Regions from separate parts of the Mus musculus genome. Here regions 2, 3 and 4 are each linked to region 1. Evidence: chromatin contacts called from public HiChIP or PLAC-seq and promoter capture Hi-C data. All regions are on one chromosome and are shown on one strand. Each heading gives the region's core, a stretch centred on a gene start, on an enhancer-like site or on the middle of the called end of the contact. The rest is flanking DNA. Distances are from core to core; before and after follow the strand shown. Region 1 holds the start of Ncoa5 (nuclear receptor coactivator 5). Region 2 holds the start of Slc35c2 (solute carrier family 35, member C2). Region 3 has its middle 18 kb from the start of Cdh22. Region 4 holds the start of Cdh22 (cadherin 22).

Evidence for each region. Promoter capture Hi-C pulls out the DNA fragments that hold promoters and counts their contacts. HiChIP or PLAC-seq counts read pairs in DNA pulled down with a chosen protein or histone mark. Capture Hi-C pulls out chosen DNA fragments and counts their contacts.
Region 2: a contact with region 1 is called in a promoter capture Hi-C map of liver. The contact joins the promoter of Slc35c2 here to the promoter of Ncoa5 in region 1. A contact is called at or near these places in 24 of 39 promoter capture datasets (the 3T3-L1 cell line, the C10 cell line, the HPC-7 cell line and 14 more), 6 of 484 Hi-C or Micro-C datasets (CD4 T cells, the G1E-ER4 cell line, the N1E-115 cell line and 2 more), 17 of 115 datasets of contacts at active chromatin or transcription factors (the SCID.adh cell line, acute myeloid leukemia, differentiating embryonic stem cells and 11 more) and 3 of 9 other capture datasets (adipose tissue, liver and pancreatic islet).
Region 3: a contact with region 1 is called in an H3K27ac HiChIP or PLAC-seq map of acute myeloid leukemia, with 3 times the contacts expected there. The contact joins the enhancer-like site here to the promoter of Ncoa5 in region 1. A contact is called at or near these places in 8 of 39 promoter capture datasets (the C10 cell line, the HPC-7 cell line, cranial neural crest and 5 more), 5 of 115 datasets of contacts at active chromatin or transcription factors (acute myeloid leukemia, embryonic basal ganglia, embryonic hindbrain and 2 more) and 2 of 9 other capture datasets (embryonic stem cells and pancreatic islet).
Region 4: a contact with region 1 is called in a promoter capture Hi-C map of second pharyngeal arch cranial neural crest. The contact joins the promoter of Cdh22 here to the promoter of Ncoa5 in region 1. A contact is called at or near these places in 6 of 39 promoter capture datasets (the HPC-7 cell line, cranial neural crest, embryonic stem cells and 3 more), 11 of 115 datasets of contacts at active chromatin or transcription factors (acute myeloid leukemia, embryonic basal ganglia, embryonic forebrain and 5 more) and 3 of 9 other capture datasets (adipose tissue, embryonic stem cells and pancreatic islet).

The regions. Positions count from the first base shown.
Region 1 is chr2:165,031,710-165,039,694 of GRCm38.p6, forward strand. Ncoa5 (nuclear receptor coactivator 5) reads right to left here and starts at 3,070. Exons shown (of 8, transcript NM_144892.1): 1 at 2,974-3,070.
Region 2 is chr2:165,284,226-165,292,210 of GRCm38.p6, forward strand. It overlaps Slc35c2 (solute carrier family 35, member C2), which reads right to left and starts at 3,613. Exons shown (of 10, transcript NM_144893.2): 1 at 3,559-3,613. It overlaps Elmo2 (engulfment and cell motility 2), which reads right to left. Exons shown (of 21, transcript NM_080287.2): 20 at 7,880-7,957; 21 at 3,806-6,336. The coding sequence ends at 6,136.
Region 3 is chr2:165,248,321-165,256,305 of GRCm38.p6, forward strand. No RefSeq gene overlaps it. Among named protein-coding and RNA genes, the nearest start is that of Cdh22, 18 kb to the left of the region's middle. Within about 2 kb of position 2,766, at least 7 of the 459 cell types and tissues checked have an H3K27ac peak or open chromatin away from gene starts, as enhancers often do. A contact at or near this core is called in the HPC-7 cell line and acute myeloid leukemia, where this site is marked.
Region 4 is chr2:165,229,823-165,237,807 of GRCm38.p6, forward strand. Cdh22 (cadherin 22) reads right to left here and starts at 4,915. Exons shown (of 12, transcript NM_174988.3): 1 at 4,733-4,915. It overlaps Gm36748 (a long non-coding RNA gene), which reads left to right. Exons shown (of 3, transcript XR_375215.3): 3 at 1-3,092.

The DNA.
Region 1 (7,985 bases), core at 1,820-4,319:
AGTGTGATTACACTTTACAGTTTTCAGGGATTGTGTGTTTCCATGTTTTAGCTACTGTCACATCATTTTCTTTCTGACAGTTAATGTTTGTGGGTTATTTCTAGCTGAACAGGATTTAGGGAGACTTCCAAATAAAGGGCCTAACTGTATGTTATACTGCATAAGCTGAAGGAATAAACAGGCTATTGGAACCCTGGTACTTACTGCCTTATTACCCTTACCTTTCATTAAAATGTCTATCAGTGAGAGTAACAGAGGATCATCTCCCATTGGGCACTGCTCTTTTAGCTATCTGACAGTTTAAACTCTGTTTAAGCAGAATAGTCTAGCCAACAGTATATGCTGTTCATAGAACAAATCTTTTAACACACACACACACACAAAACATTTGTTAAAAATACTTTTAAAGAGAGCTTTAAAAGTATTAGCCTCAAAGACTAATCATTCATAAAACACAGGAAGCAATAGAGTAGAAAGAATTCTTCTTTGGGGGAACATTGAACTGGAAGAGTTCATGGGAAGACAAAGGGAAAGTCATAATGAGATTGCTGTCATCTCTGCGACATACTTGCATGAGGTTAGCATACAAAGAAGCCTCAGAACTCCTGTACTGTGGATACTATACAACATAGCTACTTTTTCTTTTGAAATCTTTCATCTCCAACAATATCTTGAACGTGTTCTTGGGCAAGAAATTTTCAATTTTACTGAGCTCTCATTTCTGTATATGCACAAAACTTTGTAACACATATAACACCACCAATGCACCCATCTTACAAACCAACTTAGAGAACAAAAGAGTAGTATTTACCATGTGCACTGCTAGCTGAGGATTCCCTTTGCAACTAAGCACCAATGGTGAGTTTAGAAACAGAGACAACATTTGTCACGTGGGGAGTCAAAACCTGAAGAAAACTGAAGGGCACATTCCAAAGGTTTCCTTTTTGTAAAAGGTTTTCCATTCTTAAATGCACAGGTGAATTCAGTTCTCACAGTGCAGGAAGCTTTTAAAGGCACTGCCATCTGCAGGCCGCAGGCATGGAATGCCTGGAATAGTTATTTACAATAAAGTTTCAGAGCAAAGCATTGTTTATTTAGCTTGGGGCACTGGTAGATGAGGCTCCACTTGCTGATGTTCGGAAATGGGACTTCCAAGTCAAATCAAATTTCCCTTGCTTCTTTGTACATTATTGCTCCTGAGAAGTTTGGGACCAATGGATGATCTTATGTTTAGTTCTATTCTGTGCTCAACCTGAGGTCAGCCCCCCAAAATACAGACTTCTTGTCATACAGCCCTTGGTGCTGGGGTATCTGGAATGGTCCAAGTTGGCTTTTCTGAATTTCCTTTCAGAAAATAAAGTAAATCTGCTCTCACACTTTTTAAAAACTGAATTTATGATCAGATAGCTAATGGGACATGAAACTGCTGATATCTAGAAAAATACCTTCCATTTAGTCTTGCAATGTGGTTGTTTTGCTAGCACATTATACAAGGAGAAGCAGTCTCCTATGTTTCGGTAGAGACTAATGCATGTCTAGGGGCTCAAAAAATATATGAAAGAGGAAAGACGAGCTAAATGGAAGAGACAAACCAAAAGGAAGGCAGGCATGCACGCTAACCATCAGTCAAGTGGTCTCCAATCCCCACAAGGCAAAACTAGAGCCTTGTTCCAAAATGTTGATACAAAGTTGCTTTTTCACACTCAGACAGATACAAGTTTAAGTGTTCTGTGGTCAAAAGCCACATCAGGGTTTGCAGAAGCATCCTTTCATGAACTTTCAAGGTGGCTACCACACCACAATACTGTAAGAAAGCGAGGAAACACACCCAGTACATCTGAGGGATGGTTCTTGCAGCTCCTGAGATTAGCGCTTCTAAAGGACAACCTTTTACAATGAGAAAGCTCAGAATATTTATCATCACCCTGAAGATCCCGGGACACCCCGGGACATTGCAATGGGAGCTGGAATGCCGCAGGGGGAAAAATTCCATATACAGTGAAAGACATAACATGACAATTAACCCCGTACTCCAAGGGCAGCGGTTCCCAAAGCCTGGAGCGCACAACTTCAGGAGGAACAAGGACACAAGTGTTTATTTTAATAGACAGGTATTTATTTTTTTTATGAGCGTTAGAGAAATAACTGGCTTTCCATTATACCGTTTGGGGTTCAAAATTTCCGCCTTAAACAAATGCATTTAAGGAGGGAGGGTCAGAGTCAGTTTAAAGAAAAACATTTAACATTTGGTATCTAGTACAGATGTAGGCGGACTTGTAAAGGTGCAGCGCGAGGGACGGAAGCTGGGGAGACGTGGTCCTAAGCAAAGCCCCTGACCCGCTACCGGGGTGCGGGAAGGGCCCTGGGAAGCCAGTAGGTTCCGGCGCCGTGTCCGTACGAACCTCCGGCACAATTTCTCTCGCCCGGTTCTCCGGGCCTAGGGTCCACGTCCATAGAATGGGCGAGCTGTCACACAAGTTGACATCTCGAGAATACGCCCAGGGCGACAGCGCTCCCTAGGCTGCTTGGCGCCTGGACACCGCCGCCGAGACCGGTATCCTGGACCCGGGTTCGAAGCCCTCCAGTGCCACTGACTCACAAGAGCTCCCCTCGCCCACCAAAGCCCCGGGCGAGCGACTTCACAGACTCTCGAGTGCAGGGCGTGCTCGATCCTACAAAGAAGCCTCAGCAGCTTGCGACCGAAACGGGCCGCGGTGCCCACCTCAGCGCACGGTCAGTCGCTCGCTCGCCTACTTGGGTCCGCCAGACTCGGGTCTGGGCCGGACCGGACCGGACCGGACCGGAGCCGGAGGCAGCCGCGCCCCGCTCCGGGGCATGCGCAGCCTCGCGCGTGCCCGGAGAGCAGGCCGCGCGTCGAACGGGCCCTCCCGCCTCAGCGTCCCCGTCGCCCCCCCAACCGCCTGCCCATCAGTACTACGCCTCGGCGGACGGCCACCGCTCCCCGGCACTCACCGCTACCGGCGTGGCCGCCTCCCCGCCGCTCCTCCGCCTCAGGCCCGCCGCTGCCGCCTCGGCCTCTGCCCACCTGCCCGCCGTAGGACAAAGGCGCCACCAACCGACTAGCGCGGGCACGAGGCAATGGCGGCCGGGGCGGAGTGTGGAGGTAGGGGCAGAGGGCGCGCACGCAGCGGCGGCCGCGGCAGTGTCGTAAAGAGCCTGCGGGTTTACGGCAGGGCTGAGCTGAGGCGTCCATCTCCTTGGCGACGGGGGCGAGGCGGTGGTTCTGGGGCGGCGGTTGAGAACGCCAGCGGTTGCCTAGTAACGGGGTCTCAGTGGAGGACCCGCTCCACGCCTGCGCCCCGCGCAGGACTGCTGTCTGGCTTTTCCCTTTTCCAGATCCCCTTTCCTCATCCATAACTGTGTAACAAGAACAAGTCCCCCAGTACTTTCATCCCTGTAAAACTTAAAGCCCCGAAAGGCCAAGCATTTGTAGATGGAAAATGTGCAGTGCCCAAACCTGATCACAAGGAACAAAGAGAGCAGAGAGGTGAAGAAAAAGCTGGGTTTAAATTTGCATTTAAATACATTGTGGATCCTATTAGTTGCCTAGCTGTCTCTAGGAGCCAAGAGGCTCCTGGAGATATATTACGGTTTTTTTCTTGAGATATTTCTTTGAGAAATATTCAAGGTCAAAAATTGACTTCAACGTTACTGTCGACCACGAAGCATGTAAAAAAGGTGTGGGTCCCCCCTCCCCCCTTTTAATCTAGAGTTTGTCACAGGGACTGGAATTTACAGTTGTAAATGCTCTCCATGAATCAAAGCTCCGGCTACATGAATCGCCTCGTGCCTCAAATGCCGTAGGGCCTCGTCTTCCTCCTGAACAATACAGGCCAACTAAACTGGTGACTGTGGGATTTGAACACTGTGAGAAGCCCAGTTTCTTTAAACATCGGATCCTATATTCATTCTGCTAGTTGACTCACTGTTTCTTGTACATTTGCTACAAAGACCTCAAAGCGTGGCTGGTAAGGTGATTCTGGGGACAAAAGTGTGTGCTGCCTAGTCTGATGACCTGAGTTCAACCCCATGTACACACACACACACACACACACAGACACAGACACACACACACACACACACACACGCACGCATTAAAACACAAAAGCCATCTGGTATGTCACTGTATATATATATATATATTTGTTTGTATTTCGAGACAGGGTTTCTCTGTGTAGCCTTGGGAACTCACTCTGTAGACCAGGCTGGCCTCGAACTCAGAAATTCGCCTGCCTCTGCCTCCCAAGTGCTGGGATTAAAGGCGTGTGCCACGACGCCCGGTATCACTATACATATTTAATAACAACACTCGGGAGACAGAAGCAGGCAGACAGACCACTGTGCAGTCAAGGCCAGCCTATAAATAAGGAATTGCAGGCCAGCAAGGGAGACCCTGCCTCAAAACTTTTTAATTATAAAATAATTGCTTAAAAGACACTGTGACTTGATATGTATCTACGTGCTAGGCACCATCTTAGCACATCTTAGCACCTTCTGTCCTCTTGGAGAGTAGAGGCTAGCAGAAAGATAGAGCTCAAACTAAGAAGAAATTGCACTAGAGTGTGTAGCTGCACACTGAGATGCGTGCTGGTGGGAAGAAGTCATTCTTGGGCTGTAACTAGAAACTAACTTTACACACAGGCGAAACGGTTGTAAAAAATGATTATAAGAATGTATGAGATTGCCGGGCAGTGGTGGCGCACGCCTTTAATCCCAGCACTCAGGAGGCAGAGGCAGGTGGATTTCTGAGTTCGAAGCCAGCCTGGTCGACAGAGTGAGTTCCAGGACAGCCAGAGCTACACAGAGAAACCCCATCTCGGAAAAAAAAAAAAATCCACAGACACTTACCCTTTTTTCTGTAAAATAGGTCCTAAGGTATGGGCTGCAGAGATGGCCCAGCAGTTAGGAGCAGTTGCTGTTCCTGCAGAGAACCTAGGCTGTTAGCTCACAACTGTCTTTAACTTCAGTTTCAGACTATCCTTTGCAGGCTTCTTGCCTATGCAAACATTGCCTATGAACGTGGTACACTGACATAATATTTAGGCAATATTCTCATACACAGAAAATAAAAATAAATACTTAAAATACATTCTCAATTTAAAAAATTAGGAATCATGTCAACTAGTTTATTGTCTCCATTATGGTTTCTGTTGCTGTGAACAGACATCATGACCACAGCAATTCTTACTAAAAAACATTTCATTGGGGCTGGCTTACATTTCAGAGGTTTGGTCCATTCTCATCATGGCAGGAAGCATGACAGCACATAGGCAGACATAGTGCTGAAGGGGTCGCTGAGAGTTCTAATGTGGATTGGGTAGGCAAGCAGGAGGAGAAAGGGACACACCTCCTAACAGTGCCACTTTGTATGAACCCAAGGGGGCCGTTTTCTTTCAAGCCACCACAGTTGTTAAATGAAGGTATGGACTGGAGCGTGGGGCAGTTGGCAGAATGCTTGCTTACCGTGCAGGAAGTGTGGCAATGCGTCTCTAGTACTGCAGAAACTGGTGTGGTCTTGCAAGCCTATACTCCTGGCTCTCAGGAGGTGAAAGGAGATCACAAGTTCATGGTCCACTACACAAAGAGTTGGAGGCCAGCCTGGGCAACGTAAGCTAAAGGCAAAACACTGTTGATTTTAGAGATGGTATCTTGTCACACCCCTAGGCCAGTGTGGCTTTGAACCACTGTGGTAGGCAGAATAATGACTGCTAAAGATGCCTGTGTCCTCATTTCTGGAACCGGTGAATCTGTCTCCATGGTAATAAGAATAATGCCCTTGGTTTTGATGTAGGAGCTATCCCTAGGTTGTCTAGGTAGGCCCATATAGTTGCACGGGTTTTTCTAAAGGGAAGTGAGAATCTCAGAGTCACAGAAGGAGACATGCTACAGAGGCAGAGGAGAGACAGGGAGAGGGCAGAAGAGAGAGATGGAAGGAGATGGGGAGGGGCTAAAGGGAAGGGTGATAGCTTAGATATGAAGCGTCCCTCACTTGATCTCCAGATGGAGGTGCTGTATGGGGAAGCTGTGGAAAGTTCGGGGAGTAAGGGGCTATCTGAAGGTGAGGATTGATCCCTGGTGCCTTCAAGTTCTGATGCACCAAAATTTGAGAAGCAGAAACCTCACGCTCCTACTGCCGTGCATTCTCTGCTGTGATGGGCTGGGAAGCCCTGTAACTGTGAGCGTAATAAATCCTTCCTCCAGCAGGTGCTTTCCTCGGGCATCTGCTGGGGGTCGGAGGAGAAGGAGGGGAGTTGATCCTGGAAAGCAAGCAGCTTCTAGAAGGCACAAGAGATGGGGAGGTAAATGTTGCCGGCAAACCCTACGGGAAGAAACGCAGCCCTTGTAATTTTTTTTTTTTTAACTTTAGACTTTATCGTCTGTAGAAAACATGATTTTTTCTGTAAGCCTTAACATGACTTACTTCTTGCCCTTTAATAATTAAACTTTTAATTAAGATTGATTTTGACAAGCCACAGGTCAGTCTAATTAGATTCCTTCTTTCCTTAAGCTATTTAACACCAAATAACACTTCAGATAATTTTTGTGCATTTTTTTGGGGGGGGGGGAGGGGAGAGTTTGAGACAGGGTTTCTTTGTGCAGCCCTGGCTGTCCTGGAACTAGCTCCATAGACCAGGTTGACCTTGAACTCACAGAGATCTGCCTGCTTCTGGCTCCTGAATGCTGGGATTAAAGATGTGCACCACCACTGCCCAGTGTTGGTACGCTTGGTTGGCCTTGGTCACCCTGGAGCTGAGGATGATTTTGAATTCCTGACCCTTCTACCTCCTAGGTGCAGGGGTCTATATATAGATACACAGAACCTCGCCTTGCTCACCCTGTACCAGTTTTGCTTTTCTTCTTCACCATATGATATTTTTATTCTATAAAGAGGATTAAGTTCCTGGCTGTCTGCTGATGCAGTAATATCTCCTCTTTGATTGCTATTACACCCGATGGAACGCGTTTAGTCTGTCTGCAGAGCCATGGGGTGTACTTTTGAAACACTTAAAAAGAACTATCTTTTAAGAAGAGTATATGCTACTGAGATGGCCAGGTTAATCCTTTCAGTGCCCTGTCGTCAGAAATTCTCAAAAGATACAGCTCCCTAGCTGTCTCTGTGCTGAGACATGTAAAGAGACCATAATCAGACAGAAAAGCGAAAGATAACAACAAGAAGACAGGACAGTTAGCCAGTGGCTCCCCATTTCCGTGAGATTCTTATTCAGGGAACCTGAGGTAGAGTCTGAGAATTCCTTTGTGTGTGTTTGTACCTATGTGTGCATATGTGTACAAGCTCATGCTTGTGTGTGGGGAGGGTATGTGTGGTGTATGCATATATGTGCATGTGTGTTCAAGCCCATGTTTATGTGGGGGGTATGTGTGGCGTATGCACATATGTGCATTGCATGTATGTACAAGCCCATTCTTGGGTGTGTGGCCAGAAGTCAATGTTGAGTATCTTCCTCTATCACTGTCCACCTTGGGGTTTTTTGTTTTTGTTTTTTGTTTTGTTTTGATACAGGTCTCTCAATGAAGTTGGAGCTCATTAGTTAGCTAGGCTGGCTTACCATCGAGTCCCAGGGACTCTTTTGTCTGTCTCGGTGTGCGGGAATCATGGGTGTGCATTGCCATGCCTATGGTTTTGTGTGAAGGTTGGAGATTTGGACTCAGTCCTCATGCTTGTTCAGCAAAGACTTTAACCACTGCACTATCTCCTTGCTCCCACCCGCTTTTATGTGATACAGGGTCTCCCTCTACAACCCAAGCCTTGAGCCAGTGATCCTGCCTCAGCCTCCCAAGTTGGGATTACAGCACAGGGGTCTGCATTTTAATCTGAAAAAGCTCTCCCATGTTTGCAAGTTACTGGGCTGGGTAATTAAAATTGCAAAGATAACACACCAAAGAGCATTCCCGACAGGCCAGCATCTCTCAGGGTCCTCTGTCAGTGACCCTAACTCATTAGG
Region 2 (7,985 bases), core at 2,363-4,862, 250 kb after region 1:
GGTCTTTAGGACCTCAGGTGGATCAGCCATACCTTGCCCTGGTCTCCAACGGCTACTCCCAGAGAGGGGGTGCTTGCCAAACCAGACTACCTCTTGTCAGTCAGCCCAGCAACACCACTGAGTGCCCAGGGCAAGCCTGGCTCTGCATGGGTGGGCCCTGGCCCACTGTTAGACATCTGCTTCTTCGGGGGTACTACAGGTGCTTCCTCCCCACCAAGCTGAGATGCCAGCTCTCTGGGAACCTTCCAGAACCCTGAGCTTGGCCTCTTCCCCGATCAGGCTGGACAGACCACTCTGCACTCTGGAACCTGTTATCACATCTCCTCCCTGAGGGTAAACTGGGCTGGCTGTGGGCTTTGCCCAAAGGACTCCTGGACTGTGGCTATCTTTAGAGGACCTTAGAACCCTGAGTGGTGACCTGGAGGAGGCGCCCAGCGTTTAGTGAGCAGGGACTATAAAGGCTAAGAAGGATTCTGCATTCGGAATCTGAAAGTTACAAAGGCACAGGGCCGGCCACTGGTTTCAGCAACCGTTGTTTTCCAGGGCTCTGCCATACACTGAAACCGTTAAGAATACCACATGTGCTGCCCAAGTGGAAGAGTTCCCAGTCTGGAAAACCCGCTTTGCAACAGTGCTCACGGCCCTGGAGCTGCGGGCCTGGGGGCTGTGTGCTTCCCCTCATGGTGGGCTCACTCTTGTGCATTCTGCAGCACGAGGAACTCACCAGTGGTCTCACTGTGACTCCAGCACCACAGAAATAGACAAGAGGGAAACAGCTTATTTCACCAGCAATCCTTTCCCATTACTGTTTGGACACCACTGATGTCCAGGTTAATAAACAGGCTGTGACTAAAGGCACGGTGGGACCATCAGGGAGGCCCTGCCCCACTTGCCTAAGGCAGCCTGGTACCTTGACCTTGACCTGCTTTCTGCACACTGACACCTGCCCAGCATGCAGCCGGCTCTGGTCACCATGAACTCTAGAGGCAGATCTAGCTGCTGACTAGACCTGTTCACCTGGGCCACTAATCTCAGGCTCCTGTGGATATTGCTAAACAGTTGGGGACCCAGGGTCAAACGTTCTTCAAACAAACCTCCAGACCCACATTCTCTTATTCTCTAGGACTCTGCAGCCTGGCACTACTGAATCTTTCTGGAAGAGGCCAGTCTTTTTTGTTTGTTTGTTTGTTTTGTTTTGTCTTTCAAGACAGGGTTTCTCTGTATAGCCCTGGCTGTCCTGGAACTTGCTCTGTAGACCAGGCTGGCCTTGAACTCAGAGATCTGCCTGCTTCTGCCTCCCAGGTGCTGGGATTAAAGGCGTGTGCCACCACTCTAAGATTGCCCGACAAGGCCAATCTTATAGGCTGCAATCTGTTAACAAATCCCTGTTTCTACCCACCAGATGCCACAAGCATCATGTCCCCAAACCCAAGTTGTAACAACCCAGACTGTGTCCAAAAATCCCTTTGTAGTGCTGGCACAGCATGTGGAGGGTCTGGGTTGAGTCTCCGACACTCCAGAGCAGCCCGTGCAGTCCTCCCTGAGAACCGCTGCCCCGCCCCTTCCCAGGCAGTCACGGGGCATGCTATATGGGGCATCCTGTTCTCTTTTCTCTCAACGTACTAACCTGCCTACTTCGGCGCACTTCCTCCTTGGTCACCATACTGCCATTTGTCCACTGCTCAAGTCTCCCCTTTCCTTCAGAGCCTGTCTAGCTCCCCACCTCTATGGGGCACCATGCAGAAAGTCACCTATCCCCCCACACAGACAGAACCAGAAAGGACCTTGGAAGCAGATAGCCACTCTGTGTCCCCACTAAACAGCGGTTTGCCTCACACTGGCTATACAGATGTAAAATTCCTAAGGGCCTTACCCTCCCTCCATGGTAATGGAGAGCAGGCTTCTAATCACATCTACCCAAGCAAGGAATTTAGTAAGTGTCCCTTTCCCCAAGAAACAGTGGCTCCCTCAGCGCAGGGTGGGGCGACACTGTAGCACCTGGCTGCCCTCTACCTCCTCAGCTGGAACGTGGGTGTCCAGCTTAGTGCCTCAGAGCACAGCAGAGATCTGTGAGAAAAGCCGTCTGCGTCCCCTACAACTGAGACTCTGAGTTATCTGACTCAGTTTCTCTGGCCGTGTGGTTTGGGGGGCAGAGGGATCACTGGCACGAGGAGCAGCACTTGGCACTGGCGAATGGCAGGAGTCATTCTGTCACCTACAGCAAAGTTTCCAAATGTCAGGCCCCACTCCCTTACCTCAGTCTGTCAGGCTGTTCACCCAGGCAGTTACTCTTTCCCTGTCACCTCGCCAGAGCCCGGGTTTCTGTGGCTCTGCTCACGAAACTGACAGCTTCCTCCTCAGAGACCTAGCGGGTGCAACTTGCCACAGTCTCTGGAGTCTTCCTTCTTTCTGACTCATTCAGTAAGCACAGATGCCTGAGGGCTGCAGCCCAGCCTCTCTTTGCCGCCTTCATTCCCAGCCCACCACGACCAACCCCGTAACTCCAGCCGACAGCTCAACCTCAAGGTGCTGCAAGGAGCTACCTTAATATTCCTCGGGTCTTCATCTGACTCTCAAGTCACTTAGAAACGGCCAACCGAACAACTGTTTTCTTTGGCAGAAGGCAGTCAGCACCAGTGAAGCCATTGCTGCCTCCCTCGGCATCCCTCATCTCCTGCCTTGTCAAGTCCACCTCTAGTTATTCCTTGACCCACCCACTTCTCTTCACTTCCTCTCCCACCACCACACACTACACCACAGTTTCCGTTCACCTACTGCCTGCACTTGCCTGCAGTCCACAAGGAGCCAGAGACTGGTGGAATGGTTAGTGTGGTCAACCTGACAGAAGCTAGGGTCACCTGGGAGACGGGCCTCGGAGCATACCAGGAAGGGATTGATTCTCTTGATCAGGTTAACCGATGTGAGGAGACCCAGGTAGCTGTGGGCAGGAACTCCTGGCCTCCATAAAGAAGGGAGAGTGCACTAGCAGGCACTGATGGCTCTCAAGATTCTATACTTCAGAACTGTGGAAACGACGTGGCCAGCTGCTTCAAGCACTTACTGCCCTGACTTCCTCACGACGGACAGCACCAAGAACTATGGGGGAAATAAGCTCTTTCTTTCTTTCTTTCTTCCTTCCTTCCTTAAGTTGCATCAGGGAAAGAAACTAAGACTGCCGGTCCCAACAGACCGGAGACCCCGGGGCTGGGTCCGCAAGTTCTCCCTGGATCCTGCCTGCCAGCTGCAACGCCACGTACAGCCGTGTGCCCGGAACATCAGCCGGCGTCCTCCTCGGCAAGGCAACCTGATGCTCTCTGCTCTGGTCCCCTTCCCCAGGACCCCCATTGCGCGTGGCACTTAACACCGCGTGACGACTGTGTTTGCTCACGTGTCCCTGCCGCGCCTGCTCGGCAGTATCCACCTGGTTCCCCCCATCCCCAAGACCCGGCCCCTCGTACGTGCTCGGCGAATGCCAGGCGAACGGGCCCAGAGCCACTGGAAAGCTGGGGAAACTGAGGCCGGGCGAGAAGGCAGGGGACCGCCCACACGCCCACTTACCTCCGCCCAGGCTCTCGCCGGGAGCCTCCTGCCGGAAGCTCGAGGTGGGCACTGTGCCTCAGGAGGCGAGACTTCCGCCGGAAGTCGGTGGGGTGGGCGGAGCCAGAGCATCTCTAAGGCGGCTACAGCAAGCTTCCCAACACGGTCCCTCTGTACCTTTCCCTTAAACGGGCACCAGGAACGAATCACAGCTACTAATAACTCTGTACAGGGCTTATTTCTTCAGGGACTTCAAGCAGCAGGGAAATGACATGACAACCATTAAATTTTATTAGTAAAACGTCCTGGCAAAGTGATAATGGACACTTTGTGACATTGCGTATGCCTATAAATTTGTGAGAATTATTCAATAGGCTGAGTACGTGAAGTTCATCGCAGAGGAAATGGAACCCAAAAGGAAGGGGGTAAGAAGGATCTAGTCTTACCGGGAGCCCAGGGAAGCAGGTTACAGTGGCCGCAGAACACCAATTTAGCACACCTGGATTTGACTCATTTCAGGTACAGAGTATGTGGGCAAGATAACCTCTAAGCCATGCAAGCTAGGGCTGCAGACCCGAGCTGGCCCAGTTCTCGGCGTCTGCTCATCCGGGCTCTACTAGGACTGGCTGCAAACAGGAATCCTTGCACATGACTTGGCTGGGCTCCTGGCTCCTAGCAGAAGGCTCAAGGCCAGCGTGTAAGCTGTGCTTTGTGCACACTGCTGCTGTAGGCTGTTGCCAGCTGGCATCACGAAAGCATTCGTTGATTCAATGCTTCCTGAGACCTACAATGGTGCCCATCGCAGCCCAAGGTCTTGGCTTCGTTCAGCCCTCAAAGCCTGCGTTGCATGCACTTTCTATGCCTTCTGAAAGCGCCTGTCCTCACCCCCTTCTGACTGAGGCAAGGGGAAGTATCTATTTTCATCACTGCCTTCATTCAAACCTCCCAGCTACCAAGGCTGCTGATGGGAGCACCAGCTTAAAGCACCAGCTGGCAAGCTGGGCACTAACTGCAGGCAACATGCGGGGTGCGGAACATGTCTTCTTTGAAAGGCACAAGTACTCGAGCTGTTCCCTGGCTGTGTCCCTGGCAGGGGAAAAAGGGAGGATGGGTTCTTGGGGGTGTACAGTATGCCTTTCCACGTTGTACCCAGCACGACTGAGCAGAAAACGCTCTGTCCTGTAGCACAAGCTGTGAGCATCCTTAGCCAGCAGGTGTGAGTAGTTTGCGCATGACAAGAGCAGGAGAGATGAGGGGAGAGGGAGATGCTCTCAGAGTGGCTGGGAGCTCTCCACATGCTCCCAGGCACACTGAAATGAAGGCTGTCAGGCCGCTCCTCACCCTTGGGACAGGGAATAAGTGCAGAGGAAGAGGTGTGGATAGGAAGCAGTCTACATGAAAGAGTATTTATTGAAAACACATCACTGACAGGAAGCTCCTGGCTGCTCTCTGGTTACACTCACAGCTCATGACTGAGAGCACTACAGTTTTGTTCTTGATTTTATTTTCCCTTAAACATTCTATCCTAAGATAGGAAGATCTTATATAAATATATATACATGTCTGTATAAGTATGGCCTATAGTAAAGAAAATATATAGTACACTCTTCACTGGGTAGTACCCACCATGCCAGGCTACCAGTACTGAATACCACCATGGTAACATGCGTCCAAGGAAAGAGGCTGTGCGCGTGGGCTTCCAGTGCTGCAGCACCAATGAAGGCCGTGGCACAGCTGTGGCCCCAGCCGCTGTGAAATCATGGCTAATGGCACAAACCACAGCGCCAGGAAGGGGAGAAAGGGAAGGCAACACCCCTGTCTGAGGCAGGAGGGAAGCAAACGGAGGGGCCTGTAACTGAGGGGGCATGGGAATATTGTGCCTCAGCAAGGAAGAGAGAGGACTGGAGGGGTAGGGGGAGCCAGAGGCCTCAGCCTGCCTTTCCCTGCAGTGTTCATTCCTAAAGCCTAAGAGAGCAGGACTCAGGCTGGAGGCCTCTGCCTGGCCAGGATGAGGCTGAGGGCTTGGGGCAAAATTACTACCTGTCCTGATACCTGCAAGGACAAGAGAGACGGGTGTCTCTAGAGACTAGACATGGTAGGGCCAAACCCCAGAGGCAGCAGCATGAGGCACAGGACGAGGCTGGGATGAGCCCTCAGAGACCTATTAAGCAGGAGCTCAAGGCCTGTTCTTGCCTGAGCCACCTGAAGACAGTCACTCCGAGGCTCTCACCGAGCTCCCCAGGCCTCTTGCCCCCATGGTCAGCCTTTCATGGACCAGCTTTGGCCCACATGGGCTCTCCAACAAACCAGAGAGGAGACTTGAAAGGAAAGGGGATGGCTGTCAGTAGGTCCAGTACCAGATGCAGATGTGACGCAGAGCGGGAGGCAGGAGCCTCATGAGTTCACCCCTCCAAGCCCGACCCAGGCTCTGTGGTGCTGAGGAGGGCAGCATGCCCTGACTTCATGACTCCTGGTGGATGGGACAGAGAGAAGCTCTGGGTCCCACTGGCTCTGAGGAGTAGTTACCACAATCACTACAGAGTTTGTACAAGTGGCGTGGGCTGCCAGTGTCTCTCCTGGGCCCCAGTCCCTTCCCGCTCAGCCATAGTGATAGACGAAGTCATAGCTGCTGGGCTCCTTGGGGACCGGAGGTGGCGCCTCGGGGATCTGAATGTTCTCCAAGTCCAGAAGCCGCAGCTTCATCTCCATGCTCAGCAGCGTGTCCAAGTCGCTCTTGGTTAGCTCGCTGGACATATCCTTCCCCAGGAGAGCGCTGAGTCCATCAATCCAGATGCAGTACTGTGGGCAAGTTGCAAAAGTGACACAGTGGCCCTGGGGGCTGCAGTGGGACTCACAGCAGTGCTGTTGGGTACCATTCAAAATATGCAAAACTCATGGGAGACAAGAGCAAGGGAAGCAGGAAGATGAGCATCATATCAACTGATAGTGTCTGGGGGATTCATGTGGGAATTTAAAAAATAATAGGAAATGTGATCTACAATGCAGTTCTGGAGACCAAGAGAACAGAAACCAGGACTGGAGCAGAAAACACACTCAATGAAAACACACACACTCAATGAACACACACACACTCAATGAACACACACACACTCAATGAACACATACACACTCAATGAACACACATACTCAATGAACACACACACTCAATGAACACACATACTCAATGAACACACAATGAACACACACACTCAATGAACACACACTCAATGAACACACACATATTCAATAAAAACACACATACACTCAATGAACATACTCAATGAACACACATTCAATGAGCACACACTCAACACACACACTCAATGAAACGAGCAGGAAGCACGCAGGTACTCAGAGTTGCAATTTAGTTAAAGAAGAAAACTCAGCTGGGCTTGGTGGCGCATGCCTTTAGTCCCAGCACTTGGGAGGCAGAGGCAGGCAGATTTCTGAGTTCAGCCTGGTCTACAGAGTGAGTTCCAGGACAGCCAGGGCTACACAGAGAAACCCTGTCTCGAAACAAAACAAAAACAAATACCCATGTTTTAAAGGGCAGTACAAAAGAAACTGACATACCTACATGATGAAACATGCTTATAACATCAATGCATTTAGGAGACAAAGGTAGGCTAACCTAAGCTACAGTAAGTTTTGGATTAGACCTTGTCTCAGAAAAACAAAACTTAAGGCAGAGGCTCCCAGAATGCACATGTATTGTGTATGTGTATAGCAGAAGCTCTGCCCTGCAGCCTTCTGCTGCTGCTCTCTTCTGTGCCTAGCTCACTGCGCTCTATCATCCCAACAGAGCCCTGCTGGCCCAAGGTCCTCTCCTCTTGACCCCAAGTGCTCAATAACAGGCCCTCAATTAACAACGAGTTGACTGAGTTGGGCACTAGCACCTTCCTGGTCTTCAGGTGAATTGGGAGTCCCTTGTTAGGAGGGGCAGATCCATCTGGCTCCACAGCCTGACCAGGTTGGCTCCAGGTAACTGGGATTCAACTCTCCTGGGAAAAGTAACTGCGAGATTACAAAGAGGAAAACCCTCCCTGTGCCAGGCCAGCTGCTCTAAGGCACAAAGTGAAAGGTTGGGTGTGGTGGCGCAAAGTTCTAATCCCAGCCCTCTGAAGGCAGAGGAAGACAGACCTCTGTGTGAAGTGGGCAGTCCAGCCCAGTGGTAGAAGGTCCAAAGACTTAGCGATCCATTTTGGCTGCCTGGCTTGTGGGGATACCGCTGTGCTGGCCACACCTCCTCACAGTGAGAGCACTGGTGTTCAAGGCAGTGTGGCACAGACACCTCCTCACAGTGAGGGCACTGGTGTTCAAGGCAGTGTGGCACACTACTTACCTCATACTTGTTGGGAGCAATGAAATTCAGTGTCTCATCAGGATCATACAGGATGGAGAAGGCCAATTCCAACACCTCCTGCAGACAAAAAGCCGGAGTGACTTGG
Region 3 (7,985 bases), core at 1,516-4,015, 220 kb after region 1:
TACTGAGTATGGTGGTGGAGGCCTAAGATCCCAACACCTGAATGATTGAAAGAGAATGGCCAAAGGGTGAAGGCTAGGTCAGGCTACAGAGTGAGCAGCTATCCACAGAAGCCAAGGGGCAAGATGTCTCAGTGGGTAAGGGCACTTGCTGCCAAGTCTGGTGACCTGAGGTCAATCCCTAGGACTCACATGGTGGCAGGAGGGAACAGACTCTGCAAAGTTGACCTCTGACCTCCCCATGTGTGCAATGGAATACATTCACCTGCGTGCGCGCGCATACACACATACATACACATCAAATAAATAAATATATGCATAAATGCATAAAAGAAATCAAGGGCTGGATCCAGTTCCAACACTTTGCCTAGCATTACATGGGAGGCCCTAGGTTCTGTGCTCAGCATTGAAAAAAGAGAAAGAAAGGGAGAGAAGGAGGGAGGGAGGGAGGGAAGGAGGGAGGTGGAGGGAGGGAGGGAGGGAGGGTGGGAGGGAGGGAGGCCATTATAATTCATGTCCCTCCACAAGCTGTAAGTCTCTGGAGGTTGAAGTAGAGTTCAGACTGTTGACTGACCATCTGCTGAGGCCCAGCTCCTGTCTGTGCACAGACAGGGTACTTCGTGGGTGCTCCCCGCTGAGTGCTCCTTTGGTGCTCCCCATCAGCCTTTTCAGAGCCTGTAAACTGTCTTACAGTTGATCTGTGTTCTCAACCGGGGTCTTGAAAGTGTCCCCTGGTGACATCTGGCTTCCAGCACAGTCACAACCTTTCCCACACTGCCCTAAGTAGGCTGCCCTGCCTGGGTGGTCCTTGGCCTCATTACCAAAGAACTTTCTTTGGCAGCGTTGCTAATTAGCAGTGAAAGACGATTAGTGTCATTAACAGATTCAAAACATTTGTGTGATGAGTTCCTTGCTGGCTTTGAGGTGCCCTGGACAGAGAGGAAGGGGTGGGAGTCCTGGGGGGAGAGAGAGAGAGAGAGAGAGAGAGAGAGAGAGAGAGAGAGAGAGAGTAGCCTTAGAAAGAGGTGGTGGGAGGAGGAGGGAGCTGGCGAGAAGGAACGAAATTTAAAGTGGATGAATTATTTACTGCAGCAAACAATCGCAGACTCACTTATTCTCACTTGGAACATCCCAAACTGTAATCTACGGCATTTTTCACATCTCCCTGGTGTGCCCAGTGATTTTCTTTACCGTTGGATCCAGAGGCCCGGCTAATCTTGTAGGAGATTGGCTTAGTATCGATCAAAGCATCCCCCTCCCGAGCTCCAGGCTCCCCTCTATCCTGGACACTGAGTCCTCAGCATGGCCCATGTCCCCAGGCTGGCCTGAGCTAAGCTGGGTGTCAGGGTGAGAGCTGATAAGGGGTCACGCCTGCAGTGGACACTCAAGTCACCAGGATGGACCCCCTTGCCCTCAGAGCCACCACAGCCTTTGTTGGTCTGGGCCCAGGTCGGCCACTAAATGAGCCCCTGCTATTTTGTCCAGCCTTTCAGATGCATTATGTCATTACCCTTCCGAGAAGCCTACGGTAGGTGTTATTAATCCCATTTTTCAGATAGCTTCAGTAGCTACTCCTTGGCCGCCTCTCCCGGTCCTCGGCCTCTCCTAATACCTTTAATTCATCATCCCACCGGCCCCTCACAACAGTCCTGCTGCTGAGAGGCTTGGAGGTGACCCGCTGGCCTGGAGTCACACAGGGAGTGGCAGAATTGGCCCTGAACCCCTTCTCGTTTTGCTGCCATCACGGGGCATATGGGGCTGCCGTTGGGCTCCCTGAAGAGCAGCCATAGATAAAGGCTCCGAAGTGCGTGGGTGGGCAGAGTTCCCTCCCGGAACAGTCATGCATTACCTACCCAAAGGGACAAGAATGTGTCAGGCACATTCAGGGAAGGGCTGAGGGATACACTCTCACCACCACCACCACCCCCTGTACTACCCCCAAAGCTGACTGTGGAATCTCCACTGGCCAGCCAGTACTTCCCACCCACCCAAGGGGGAGGGGCACCAGGAGTCCAGGAAGAGAATCTTTGCAAAGGACAACTGGAGGCAGAATTGGCTTGCTGGCCTTGGCCCTGGTCCCCACCACTCCTCCCCAGGAAGCAAATGGGGGTGGGGCACAGTGACCTGGGCTTTAGTGCCCACTGGGTGACCAGTTTTCTGGAAGTCCTGACTTCTCAGGGTCCGACTTTTCATTTGTAGATTAAAATTTGTCTTGGATCAAGAATGGAGGTGAGGCCTGGCAGTGGTGGCGCATGCCTTTAATCCCAGCACTCAGGAGGCAGAGGCAGGCAGATTTCTGAGTTCAAGGCCAGCCTGGTCTACAGAGTGAGTTCCAGGACAGCCAGGGTTACACAGAGAAACCCTGTCTTGAAACAAAACAAAACAAAACAAGAAAAAATGGAGGTGGGGATGGGATGGGTAGGGATGGGTGGGATGGGGCGGAGTGTGGTGGGGTGCAGCGGGGTTCTGTACTTGAACCTCGGTTGGCTAAAGCTTAGCTGATTGCATCAGTGTAGGAGGGAACAGAGAAGACTGTGGCTGGACACCCTTCTTCACTCCAGGTGAGGAATCCTGGATGTCATGGTGGTGTGTGGGGTACCCTGCATGTCATATGCCAACCTACTGATCTTGCAAGTGAGAGCCCTGAAGCCTGTAGATGAGGGCCTATAGCAAGTCAGGTCACTAGCAAGTCACAGACAGGACCAGAGGGACCCAGACCTCCTGCTACCCCTAGTGGCCTCATCCTGGCCTAAGGGAGAACTGAATTGTGAGGCTATTTCACCATGGCAATAGCCTGAAGAAGAGACAGGAAGTGGGCCCCACGGGCAAGTCTGTGGCTCTGGCAATTGGCCACCTTTCTCTGTGGTTGTAACTGTAAATAAGTACCTCCCAACACTAAAAGTGTTTAACAAGCAGTTGTGTGTGACCCTCACTATAAATGGGCCTTTTAATAATAAATAAGCACTATTTAACAAGGAATGACAGTTTTAACGCCCTCAGAATCCTCGGAAACCTGGAGCTCTTGGCCCTGGACTGCCATTTTTCGCTCATATGTTTTATCTATTTTTAAACTTACCTTCTCTTAGTGACTGGAAAAAGCTCTTTATATATTAAGGGTACTAAGCCTTTATCTGTTCTATCTTCTCCCAAGTCCATATAGATACGTCTCTTTAAGGCTCAAGAAGTTTAAATATTTTATGTAGAAAAATCTTTAAAAAGAAATCAAAAAGAGACAAACAAAAAAAGGCCATGAACTTCTGAGTTCTGAGAGTTACTTATGAGCCCAAGTAATTCTCTGGGAGGCTTGGGTGGACCAAGACACAAGCTGTGTGCCCGAGCCCTGGTAATGGAATGAAACCTTGGGTGATAGCCATTCCCTTGAGACCTTGGCTGTCCTGTTTGTACAATGGTGTGTTTGAAATAGAACTCCAACTCAATGTCCTATGATTCCACAGGACCTGGAGGGAGTAGCGGACCCTGGAGGGAGTAGCTGACTCTGGGGTTTATCCTCTTCACATACTTCAGACCCCCCGCAGTTTTGTCAACAGGAAGGGCATTGTTTTACCCCCTCACCTAAAGCCATGGCTGGGAGGTAAATACTCCTTGCTCCATGACACACACTCATTATCCGGAGAAGTGACACAGAGTCGATGAGGTAGGGCAGGCACTGCCTGAATTTGGATGAGAGCTTTTCTTTGCTGGGCTGTGTGGCATTCAGTAAATCACTTCACCTCTCTGAACACTTCTTTCTTACCTCTGCAGATCTGGGAAAGCCCATGCAGGCTTGCTGCTTGAATGAAACTTGATCTTGGTGCAAGAAAGGTCCTTGTCACACAGTAGGCATCCTGTAGGTGTCAGCCTTCTTATACAGGGATACCAAGTACCTAGGTAAGCTGCTGTACCTGATCTAGCTCCCTGTCCCTTCCTGAGGCTCCTCTATTACTAGCCAGACAGCATCAGGTCTCTAAGGGCTCAGCATCCGGGGAAGAGCATCCCTCAGCAGAGGACCCTGAGCAAAGGGTTGGGGGGGGGGGTACCTGTTGTTAGGGCAGTGATCCCTGGAAGGACCTGCAGTGGGAAAAGCAGGCAGCGCAAGGAACATGGTACTACTGTGCCCTGGTGAGCAGAACCCTGAGGATGTCCGTTCCCATATCCCTGTGCCATTCAAGATTGGACGCTTCAACTCCGGTTCCTATGTCATTGCTTACAACTGGACACCAGTTCCCAGCCTCTCCCATCTGCCACCTGGACAGCAAAGCCGGGCAGGTGCCAGGGGCTGGAAGCCAGCCACATAGTTGTGCACTGAACCATGGAGGATGCAGACCTGGAGGGGTCCGGCCACTTTGGAAGGACAGGTTAAGCAGTTGTCTCCGGCTGGCCCCGTGGGCTTAAGGAGAGGCTGTGGTGGTGGCAGAGGGGTTACACAAGGCTGGTCCTCTGTTGCTCTCTGCTTGAAATTGATAGCCCGTACCAAAGGGCAGAAGTGTCACCTCTCAATAAGATGAAATCTATGTCTCCAGCTCATGGAGACGACAGGAAGATTTATCAAAGTCCTGGCAAAATTAACATCTGGGACGGGGGACGCATGGCAAGAGCAGCCTCCAGAGGGGGGCTCTCTGCAGTGAGTCTGGACAGTTCCACCATCAGTGGACGATGGCAAAGAGGGAGAGGGAGAGGGAGAGGGCTGTCAGCCAGCCGGTCAGCTGGTCCTGGAGGGGAGGAATACCCAGATAGACAGAAACGGACGTCCAGGACAAAAGGAGGCTGGAAGAAGAGATGGTGAGGGGCAGGGAAGCAGCAAGAGACTTCGGGCTGAGAGCTGACCCCGCCACTCTTTGTTCTGACTGTGGGCCTCAGTTTCCCCATCTGAAGGGTGAGAACATTCTCTATGCTTAATTGAGTTCTTGAAGCAGACCTGCTCCCACGGGAAACTCCAACCTTGGGACACTGGTAAGAATCTGTCCATAGAAAGAAGTGCTTTCTTGTGCTTTCTTCATAGTTCGGGCAGCACAGTAGCCCAGCATGCGGAACCATTACCATCTCTCCCTTTACTCGAATCCAACTCCGACTCTGAGAAGCAAGAGCACCTACCAGGGCCCCACGGGCGGGCTGGGCTCCTGTGGAAATTTAAATCTGGGGCTGCTGGCTGTCATATGTCTTGACTTCTTGCCCTGGCTCCCAACCACACCCCAACCCGGGGCCAAGTCTGGGTACAAATGAATTTTAAAAACTGGGACTGTAGACACCTTACAGATCTGAAATGCTAACCGTGAGTATTTTCTTGACTAGGCCTTAGCATATTCACTGGGCTGTAAGAATCAGAGGACCTGGGGTGTGGTACTAAACCTAGAGAGGGCTCGGCCATGAGGAGGACCTGAGGAAGGAGGCATTGCTATATTATCACCAACTGAGACCAGAGAATATGGGATCCAGGCTGGAGAAAGGCTCAAGCAAGGCCACTCTACAAGTAGGATTTTGGGAAGAGCTGTCACCTAAGTGTTTGGTTTCAGGGACCACAGCCACTCACAACGGTCCCAGCCTAGGTCCTTGAGCCTCCCCTCCCCCAGCAGGCTGCCCCTCCTTTGCCCAGGAGCGAAGAGGCCCAAATCCAATTAGCCTGGGAGCCGACTGCAGAACGTCGCCCCTTTAATATTGCCAGAGAAGCTGCAGAGATAACTGGCAAATTAGAATTCTGCTGGGGTCCCCGGGACCGGCCTGCCAGCCTGCCCTGAGCAGAGGCTGCGCAGTTCTCATCCGGACCGGCAGAGCTGTCTTGAGCCCTAAGGGAGGGGCTGTCTCTGAGAAGCCTACTCCAGCCTAGGCCTCGCCATCCTTCCAGCCTCCACCCCCTCCTGCACCCTTCTGGCCCACACAGCAGTAACCTCTTCCCTTTGGAGACCCTTTCTGCCTCCTTCCAAAGCCTTCAATCTGAGGAGAGGCTGGGGGGCTGTGAAGGTGCCCCAGCCAGGGTGTCAGCCTCAGTTTTGCCTAGCTGTTTCCCTCCTTGCTTGCCCCTCTCTGTTCACGTAATCGGACCCTCCCCTACTGATCATGGTCCAGGAAAGAGGTGGGGCTGTGGACTGCCGGGTCCTAGGGCATCTAAAGTGCTCTTGAGGGTTCACCTCAGGGGTTGCTTCTGAGACCCTGGAGCCAGTGCGCAGTTAGACACCTAAGCCTCCCTACCCTCTTGGGGGATGGGCTTCCAGACCAAGTCCCTGGCTACCCCAGCACTTCTTTGCCACCTTCTACCATTCCTTGTCTTGCTCCGGGCTCAGAGCAGTGGGGGAAGAAATCCACAGGACCTGAACACCCCACCTATAACTCTGAAAAGTAGGTGGGTTCCTGTGGTCCTCCAGCCCTGCCCGAGTCTCCCCAGCTCCCTCCCTCGGGGGACTGGCTGCTGCTGGGAAAGTTAATCCATTACAGTTTAAAGGCTCCACTCCTCGCTGGCAGTAAATTACCTGCTTTGCATTTCGCAGCAACAACTTAACGGTATTAATTTATTGTGCTCTGTCTTTAACAAACATCATTATCATATTGCCAGCCAGGATTATGCAAATGGGAGGGACAAGGGAGAAAGAGGCCCGATTCTTGTCCCCAAAGTCACCTTGATTTATTAACTTTGGGGCTCCGCAATTGGCCAGGTCTGGGAGCACAGGTGAGCTGGAAGCTAGGAAAATCAGTTGGAAGAGAGCTTGAGGCCAGTAAGGACTGTCAGGAAGACCTCCTGGAGTGTAGAACTGGCTGGCTTGAGGGGGAGCCCCGTGACACACTGGGCTAGTCTATTCTTATTCATCTGTAAAATGGCTTGATTAAGGCCTATAGCATGTGCTGAGAATGTAGCTCAGTGGGTAGAGCACTTGCCTGGCATGCATACAGTTGTGGGTTCAAGACCAGAAGCCAGCAGGTATGGTGGCAATGCCTATAACTCTATTTTTGCTCAGGCAGTATAAGGGAAGATCAGAAGTTCAAGGTCACCTACAGAGTTTGAGGACAGCCTGGAATCTGTAAGATCCTGTCTCAAAAAAAATCACGGTTTATCATGTTTGAAGTTGAGATTCAGCAATACATTTTAGGTAGGTATGGTGGAGTACGCTGCCAGTCCTAGCCCTCAGCAACTGGAGACAGGAGACTGCTTTGAGTTGGAGGTTACCCTGGGCTACACAGTAAGACCCTGCTTCAAAAAAATTTTTTTTAATTTTTTTAGTTGTGTGTGTGCACGGTGTATCTGTGAACAAATGAAGGCATGCCACAGTGTGTATGTCATCAGAGGATAATTTATAGAGTTGGTTTTCTCCTTCCATCTTTATGCCAGGCTTACCCACTGGTTCATCTTACCAGTCCTCACAAAGTATCTTTTCCATTCACCCTAAAGAGAGGGTGAGGGGGTTGAAAGAGAATAGGCTGATGGAGAATGGAGTCTTGTGATCCTGGGCTAACCTGGGCTAAAGTTCCTTGTGCTGGGCACCCTGGCTTCTGTGGCTGCTGTTTCCAGGCTGTCTGGATTAGTCTATGTATGGTGGACATACGTGCAGAGATGAGGAAACTGGGCCCTCAGAAGAGGGGAACTGAGAGGAGAGACTCCTGCCTAGATATAGCCTGCTAGTTAGTGAGAGGCTCTCAGATGGTCAAGCTGCAGACAGAGGTGCTAGTTGATAAGGGGCAGCTAGGCTGCAGGGGTGGGACAGGTACCTGCTTTGTCATAAGTCTGGGCACTGAGCTGGGCTACAGCTACGGAGGACTTTCCCCCAGGCCTTCCTCTGTTACAGTGTCTGCAGCTCTTGCTGAGGTCCTGGACTCTAAGCTGTGCCCTGGGCTCCAGGTTGGCCTGCCTGGGAGCCTGAAGTGAGCACCAGAGACCAGAAAATCAGACCTCCATAAGCACCTGCTGCCCAGACCCTGCCCACCTCCTGTCTCTAGCTCCTGGCTTTCATAGTGAGAGCTTGCCGGATTATACAGCTGCCTGTCCCTGGCCACCACAGCCCATT
Region 4 (7,985 bases), core at 3,665-6,164, 200 kb after region 1:
CCAGACATGGGCACACGCGTGTCCACCGCATTCATCTGGCCCTCTTGGGCCCTAAAGGCAGCAGTCGTAGCAGGCCTAGCAATGGCAGCCCTGGACCTGGCTTCCCAATTTAGCCACTCTCCCTGCAGCTGGGCTGAAGCTTCTGCAGACAAATGTCACCAGGTGCTTCCCTTGTTGAGACCCTCAGGGTCCCCACTGCTCAGAGACACCATCCCATATCGCCTTCCTGCTTCCTGTGGCTCTCCAGCCATACAGGCCCTGCTTCCGAAGCCCCAGGGGTGGCTTCCCTGGGATCCCCATTCCATGCAATTGCTTCAGCAACTGGGTTGGCAGTTTCCCACCCTTTCCCCCTCAGGGGACTTCCAAACCCCTGAGCCTGGAGCCCCCTTCCTCTCCAGTCTGCCTCCCCCTTGCTCCTTAAAGGACCATTATTCAATCCTACAGGGCCCTGCTTATACCTCACTCTGAAAGTTTCTGCCACTCACCCACAGCTCTTACCACCGCGCTGAGAACCGCTTAATTATCCGCGGGCCATGCTGGACCGATGGCCTCCTGCTGTCTGGGATTAACAGTTGTGTTTCCCACCCTCAGCACACCGCTCAGCACAAACTCATGCCTAGCAAACACATGCTCGTGTGTTGGGTTTTTTTTCCAACTAGATGATGAACGGATGGAAAACTGCACAGACAAGTGCATGTGTGACCTAGGGAAGAGACTGTTGCGTAAGTTGGGTCATGGGGCTTTGGACTGGGTGTTGAGAGGAAGAGCCGTTCAGGCCTTGAGCAGGATCATTGGGTTGGAGGCATCGTAGAAGATAAAAGAGGATGCAGAGGGGTTACAAGGACCTTGAATGTCACTGTGCAGAATCTAGACTTAATTCAGTAGGCGATGGGGAGCCATGGAGGGGTTTTAATCAAGCAAGTGACGTGATCCCACCTGTGCTGAGGAAGGATGCCTGTGACTGCAGCAAGGACTGTGGTAGGAGGAAGACCGGAGGCCTGCAGGCTGGCGAGGAGGTTTCCATCATGATGCCTGAGTCAGAGTGGGAATCACGGGATGGGTTGGGGGAGAGAAGGCAGAAACTAGGACAAAAACGAATCTGTGAAATCTAGAACCTTCCTTTGTCCCTTGCTACTTAACCAGCCAGTTTCCACAACCCTGGAAGCTCAGGAGGAGCCTGAGATCAGAAAAAGTCTGATTCTAGCCCCCAGGTAGGCAAGCCATTGTGGCAAAGCCATTGCGCTCAGGATTATTAACAGAGTATTACCATAATCAATTTTGTGGTTAACCAGCGACCTAAGTGCCCATCATGGTGCAGAGGAAACTAACTTATGCATCTTTCTTTCTTTCTTTCTTTCTTTCTTTCTTTCTTTCTTTCTTTCTTTCCTTCTTTCCTTTTTTTCCCCACTCAGCAACCTAACAACTGAGGTTCAGAGGTTCAGAGAGGTGAAGTAACTTGTCCAAAGTCACACAGGCCCCAAGTCATAAGCCCCGCTTGCATCATCGACAGAGCTGGTTGGTGGCAAGCAGACAGTCAAAGCCTGGGGGTTCTCATGAGGAAATAAGGAGTCCGTCCCCTCCACGTGATTGCAGGTAAGGTGGGGCCGGGAGGAAGCATGGTAGTAAAGAAGCACCTTCAGGCTCTGGAACCTTCTATACTCAGACCCAGACTATACTCAGATGTAGGGAGGCATGGTCCCCTGTAAGAGAGTCTGGCTTAGGAGTGGGTACTGTTTGTGTCCTTAGCATTAACAAAACAGGAGCCTCTTAGGGCAAGCAGCAACATGGGCCCAGAACCCAGGAGCATCACCTTTGTGCAAATTAGAGGAGAGTGTGCCCTCCTCCGGGCTCATGCAGTGCCTTTAGGGCTCCGACTTGTTGAGTGGAGCCCAAATAGATTTTAGATCCTCTTCTCCTCCTGTGCTGAATGCCCTCAAGACAGTCAACAGCCAGCCCAAGGGCACGACAGCTATGCCTCCAGCCTCCCTGTTCTAAACCTCTGCCTCGCACATACATAGACTCAGGCTGTTGTGCAAGGTAACTTTCCTGTTAGTTTTTACCCTTTCCTTGTGAGATGAAGTCTAGTAGTGCCCATTGTCTGGATGACAATGTTGAGATCAGAGCCTGTCCTGTGTAAGGCAGGGGTGGGGTGGGGTGGGAACATGACCTTAGGCTTTTGTTTTTTGTTTTTGTTTATTTTTAGAGATCCCAGTTACAGAACTCAAGCGGCCAAGAAGCAGAGGCATCCCATCCAACATTCCATCTTAAGGGTGCTCTGAGAAGCTAAAGCTGATGGAGAGCCTCCTTTGTATGTGGGGGACATTCAGGAAACAAGGCTTCAGTTCCTGAGCCTGGACTGAGGTGTTGGTCTCCTCCCAGCCAAGAACGACTGATGCAGCCTGTCTTGGTTCCCGAGGGAGGGCTGGTATAACCCTAGCTTGGGTCTCAGCCTAGCCCCCCACCCTCTCCTAGGCTTCCCAGCAAGGGTGCAGTTACATAAACAGAAACTCATTCCCCCCCCCCCCCCGGGCTGTATTTCCAATGGATTTTCCTGATGGAAGAAAACAAGAGAAAAACTCAGATAAAAGAGGAAATTTAATTGGCCAACTCCTTTATTGGTGTGGTAAATAAACTGTTCCAAACTTTGCTGTGGTGAAGATCCCTGTTCCATCTCCAGCCCGAGGCCTCACAGGGAGTCTCAGAACTCCACAGGATACGGACACAGAGAACCCCAGAGGGGGAAAGAGGCTGAGGCCCAGCCTCTGTGCAAAAGCAACCAAGCCACACACACACACACACACACACACACACACACACACACACACACTATACACATGTACCCAGGGTCACCACAGTTTTTCACTTAACAGCTTTCTCCCCCTGAGAGCTCTGGGGATCTACCTTAAATACCTCATGCTGCATGGAAGCAAACGCCTTCCTGCTTTGCCTGCAGTCTGAGGACAAGAAATGGATCCATTTTCCCTCACACTCACCCAGCATACAATTGGTGAGGCCCGGATATCAGGGTGTCTGGGTTCCCATTCTGCCTTTTGATAGTGTTTGCCCTGTGACCCCAGAACCCACCCTCCAATAAATACTTCAGGATGGGAAGGAGGACAGCCCAGGTAGATAGAATCAGACAGGGTGCCCCAGAGGCAGATGTCCTAGGCTGAGAGACCTAGCTTGGTAAAGCACCTGCTGGGGAGCACAGGTACTCTTGTAGTGAAGGAAGATCACAGAGACACCCCCACTTCATCCCAAGCAGTGTTTAAGGGAACACTGGAAAAAGCCGGGAATCCTGCTGCCGCAGAGTAGAGGCTGGCTTGGGGAAGAAGATGCCTTCTGACCTGACAGACACTGAGGCAAGAAGGGTGAAAGAAGGTGGCAACACTGAGGATGAGACGGGCCAAGCCCCCACATCCCAAAAAGAGTCAGGGTGGGCACTGGTGGGCTAGCGTGGGAGATACTCTGAGGGACAGAGGACATAATGGATAGGCTTCCAGGACAGAAGGAGAAGAAGCAGAGGCAGTAGCCAATACTAACAATCAAGACTCTGGCCAAGTTGAGCACTCCTGCTGGTTCTGGGACCCAGGGAGCTCATCAGATGGAACGCACACCCTCCGACCAACGCCGCCGCCGACTAGGAAGGGTAGGAGAGAAAGCAGGGGGCTCCTAGCAGCGCGAGCCGGACAAGCCTTCAACCGGCCGGGCCCCGCAGGCTTCAGCCGTCGCTGCTGTGCCCGCCAGCAGGGGGTGCCTCTGCGGCTTGGGGAGACCTCGGGGGACTCCAGCCTCTCTCTGCGCTCCGCCCGCTGCACCCTACAGGGTCGTCTCCAGCAGCACCCAAGCTGGGGCAGGGACCCGACCAGGCCACAGCGGAAGTGGCGAAGTCAGGTCCCGAGCCAAGGGAGACGTGGTTAGGGATAGTGTCTATCGAGGGTCCCGCAGCCTGTACGCCCTCACAGTCGCAAGGTCCACGCCTCCCGGTTCCGCACCCCGGCCTCCGGAGGGTCAGTCCCGAGTGGCGCGTGCTTTGGACGTGAGCCTGTGAAGCCCGGTCCTTCTCCGTGGTGGGGACAGAGTCCCCGGAGTCGTGTGCGGATGAAGAGGGTAGAGCTACCTCTCAATCTCCACCGGCCATCCGACGGCCGAAGGGAGCAGGGGGTCACGTCGGCAGGGCCACAAGGGTCCTCATAGCCTGTCCAGCTCACCCCACCCAGGGGTGGCCGCAGCCGCGCGTGTCGCCGCGGCTCGACCCGCACACGCACCCGCGCGGCGCACACGCTCCCGCCGCGCCGATCGCCGGGCCTCCGGGAGGGGCTGCGAGCCGAGCCGGGGCGGCGCGGGGTGGGCGGCGGGAATGCCGGGGTCCCGGCCCGTACAGAGGCTGGATTCTCCATCTCCCCACCCCTCCCCGCACTCCGGCCCTACACCCCTGGCGCAGACACCCCCTTCCTCCCCGGCCTCGGGGGCATCCTGGAGCTCAGGACACAGGGACCGCGACTCCCGGGCCGGGAGGTGGCCGGGCTGGGCTCCGCGCCGGGGAAAGTTTGGACGTGGGAAAGTCCCTGTCTCCCCGCCGGGGAGGGGGCGCGGGATGGGCGCGCTTCAGCTGTTGCCCCGGAGCCCGCGCCGCGCCGCGCCCGCCTCTCCCCGGCCCGTGCACCCTCCCGGCCCGCAGCCTTCCCCAGCGGCGATCGGTTGTCCTCCCGCGGGTGCCGCGCGCTCTTACCTTGGGGAGCGGCCGGACTGCACCCTGGTCCGCGCCTTGGGACGCCAGCAAGCGGCAGGATCACAGCCAGGTCCGGCTCTGGCGTCCGCTCGGAGGAGCCGAGGGAGAGCGGGAGCGAGAGGGGGAGCCGCGGCGGCGAGTGCGCGCGTGTGTGGAGGAGCGAGAGAGCGAGGGAGTGTGCGTGTCTGACTAGGGGGGAAGTGTGCAAGGGACGGATCCCTTCCTTCCTCCCGCAGCCTCTGGTGGAGACTCGGAGAATGCAGCGCCCGCCGGGCAGGAGCGCCGAGCAGCGCCGAGCCGCAGGCGGCCGCCGGGCCGGACCCCGCAGCCAGCCGGGGAGCCCGGCCCCCGCCCCGACCGCACCCCTCCCTCGCCTGCGGGGCCCGGAGGCTCCGTCTCCCCCGTCGCCGGCAGCGGGAAAGCCCCCGGGGGAGTGCTCCTTCTCCTCCTCCCAGCCCAGATCCGCGCGAAGGGAGCGCCCCCAGGAGGGGAGCGGGCTCCCTCCTTGCCTGGCGGTTCAGCTGCCCCGAGGCACCCGTGGCAGACTAGACCCTGTCCCCACCACTCCCCTGGCCAGACTTCGCTGCATCTAGCCCCCCTTCCCCCACACACTATGAAAGCCCGGCTTCAAAAGAAGGGGGTGCAAGCGAAGGTAGAGGCGGGCTTCTCAAGTGGCCACCCCTGGCTGGCTGCCCAGAAAGGCCCTTTGCACAGACCGAGGCTTCAGAGACAATCACTGAACATTGAGGTGGACAGAGCCCCTGCCCCGGGGCTGGGAGTCTGCTGGCAGGTGGAAGGTCAGTTGTCCTGGGAAGAGAGCCACGCTGGTCATTCCTCTTTAGGAGCGAGCTCTGGAAGTCCTGTGCCTCCAGCCAGAATAAAAGAGTAGGCAAACAAGACAGTCCAGCCTAAACTTCGTGCCCTCTAGCATGAGGCTAATAAAATCCACCCCCACCCCCCACTGTCCAGAAACGCTTGCAAAGCCAGATTTTCCGTTCTTGCTCAAATTCAGCTAGCCCAATGCCCGATGTCTTTTCTGCCTAGACTGTTTCCTTTTTCTTAGCTGCATGGGTGCCAGCCAGGTGACTGAAGTGACCGTGCAGCTGTATGTCTTTGCCATCTGCCCCTAACCAAGCATCCTGGCCTGCAAAACAGACGCTGAGTTAAAGAGGTGACAACGCCCTCCCTCCGAGACCCTGATTCCTGATGGTCCCTAGGGACCCATACTCCAGCTCGCCCTGGCCTGCTCACCACCGGGAGCTCTAATTTCCACTCTCCCACTCCTCCCTAGTGACTGGTGTCTCCTCTGGGTGGTTGCATTTCTAGTCCTTCCAGCTGAACTCCATCACTCTTATTTATTTTGAGATTTATTCTCCACCTCGACAGCCGGTTCCCTCCCTTAAGTCCTTCTTCTCTCGGTTCATTCCCTTCATTGATCTCCCAAGCGTTGCTTTTGTGCAGTCTCCTGGTCTTTTTCCTCCCCAACCTCTCTATTCTTAGCCTCTACTCTTTCATGCTTTCAGAGACCAGAGGCTGGCCTTCCAGATGCATCTCCACACTTTCTGCTTTCTCCCTCTCTCCCCGACTCACTTTTTGCAGCTGTGGATCCTTCTTTTCTGTCCCTGCCCCAGGCCTGGCTGTGTGCTGACCCCTCAGGACTCTGACCTAATTACAGGGCCATAGGTTGTTTGGGCCTGGGCTGTGATAGCCTCCACATTTGCCTGCACACAGTGGGGTAAGCCACAAAGTCTCTTCTCCCCAGAACTCCATTAGAGCCTTACCTTTTACTCTCCCAACATCTCACCTTCCCCTTTAGGTTGCCTCCTACCCTTATCCAAAAACCTCCTCTCGGCGGCCTCACGTCCTGGGTTCTGGGAGCACTTGAGATTCACCATCGTCAGAACTGCTGTGATTTTGCTTGTATGCAGATCGGTCCTATTTTACAGACGAGGAAACATTTTGGAATATCAGGAATACACAGGCAAAGTGGTGAGAGTGGATTAGTTAGTACATCCTGCCTGGGTTCTCTGCTCTGGAAGAGGGTAAGCCAGGGCTCTTCTGACTGTAGCAGTAGGTGGCAAGAACAGGAAGAGATCCCATGAAAATCTTGGGGTGTCATAGAGGTCTCTTTCCCAGCATTGACTCAGATCAGATGACACCAATGTAACAACAGCAGCTAGTAAGCCCTGTACTACCTATTAATTTTTATGTAGATTATTTCATTTGATTGACACAGCAGACAACCTACAAATTTATAGACAGGGAGGCTGGGGCACTGAGAAACGTGAAACTTGCAGAAAGTCACAGTGCACATGGAATAGTGGCGATAGTGGGGATTTTGATCCTCCTCAGGCCTCTGAGCTGAAGGGACAGGGACTGTTGCTTCCAGGCAAGCAACAGGCCTAGGACATCCCAGGTTTCTTTATGCTATAGTATGTATGAGGTGAGCATACAAGGAGAGTATCGCTCTTGCTCTTCCAGGGTCTGGATGAAGTCATGGAGGACTTGGGGGAGGGGTGTGGCTGGGGATTATTCTGGGAGGAACTTGTGAGATTCCATCAGAAGAGCCAGCGGGGTTTGGTACATTATGGCCTTTGGAGTAGTCATCTGCACCCCTGGCTTTGCCCTCTCTTGAACACAGGTTCCCTTCACCTCCACCGCATGACATTTGGACCCATAATCCTTTGTCACCGTGCCGTCCTGTGCATGGCAGTCTGCCTAGCAGCGTCTCTAATATCTGCTCACTAAATCCTGTGGCACCACCCCCTTCTTCTAGTTGTGACAACTATAAAAGCTGCCAAATGTCCCCTGAAGGGCAAAGTCAGCTCTAGTTGACCATCAGGGCTTCAGTATTAGGGCCTGAACAGTGGGGTCTGTTCCAACATAGTGTGCCTCCGAACAGGTGTCACAGGGGTGTGTGTGTGTGTGTTTATATGTGTGCTTATATGTATGTATATGTGTGTTTATATGTGTATTTTTGTGTTTATATGCATGTTTATGTGTATGCATATGTGTTTATATGTATGTATATGTGTGTATCTATGTGTGTATATGTGTATGTATATTTATATGTTTGTACATATGTTTATATGTATGTCTTGTATGTTTATGTATGTGTCTGTGTGTGTATATATGCGTTTTTTTGTTTGTTTGTTTGTTTTTTTAGATAGGGTTTCTCTGTATAGCCCTGGCTATCCTGGAACTCACTTTGTAGACCAGGCTGGCCTCAAACTCAGAAATCCGCCTGCCTCTG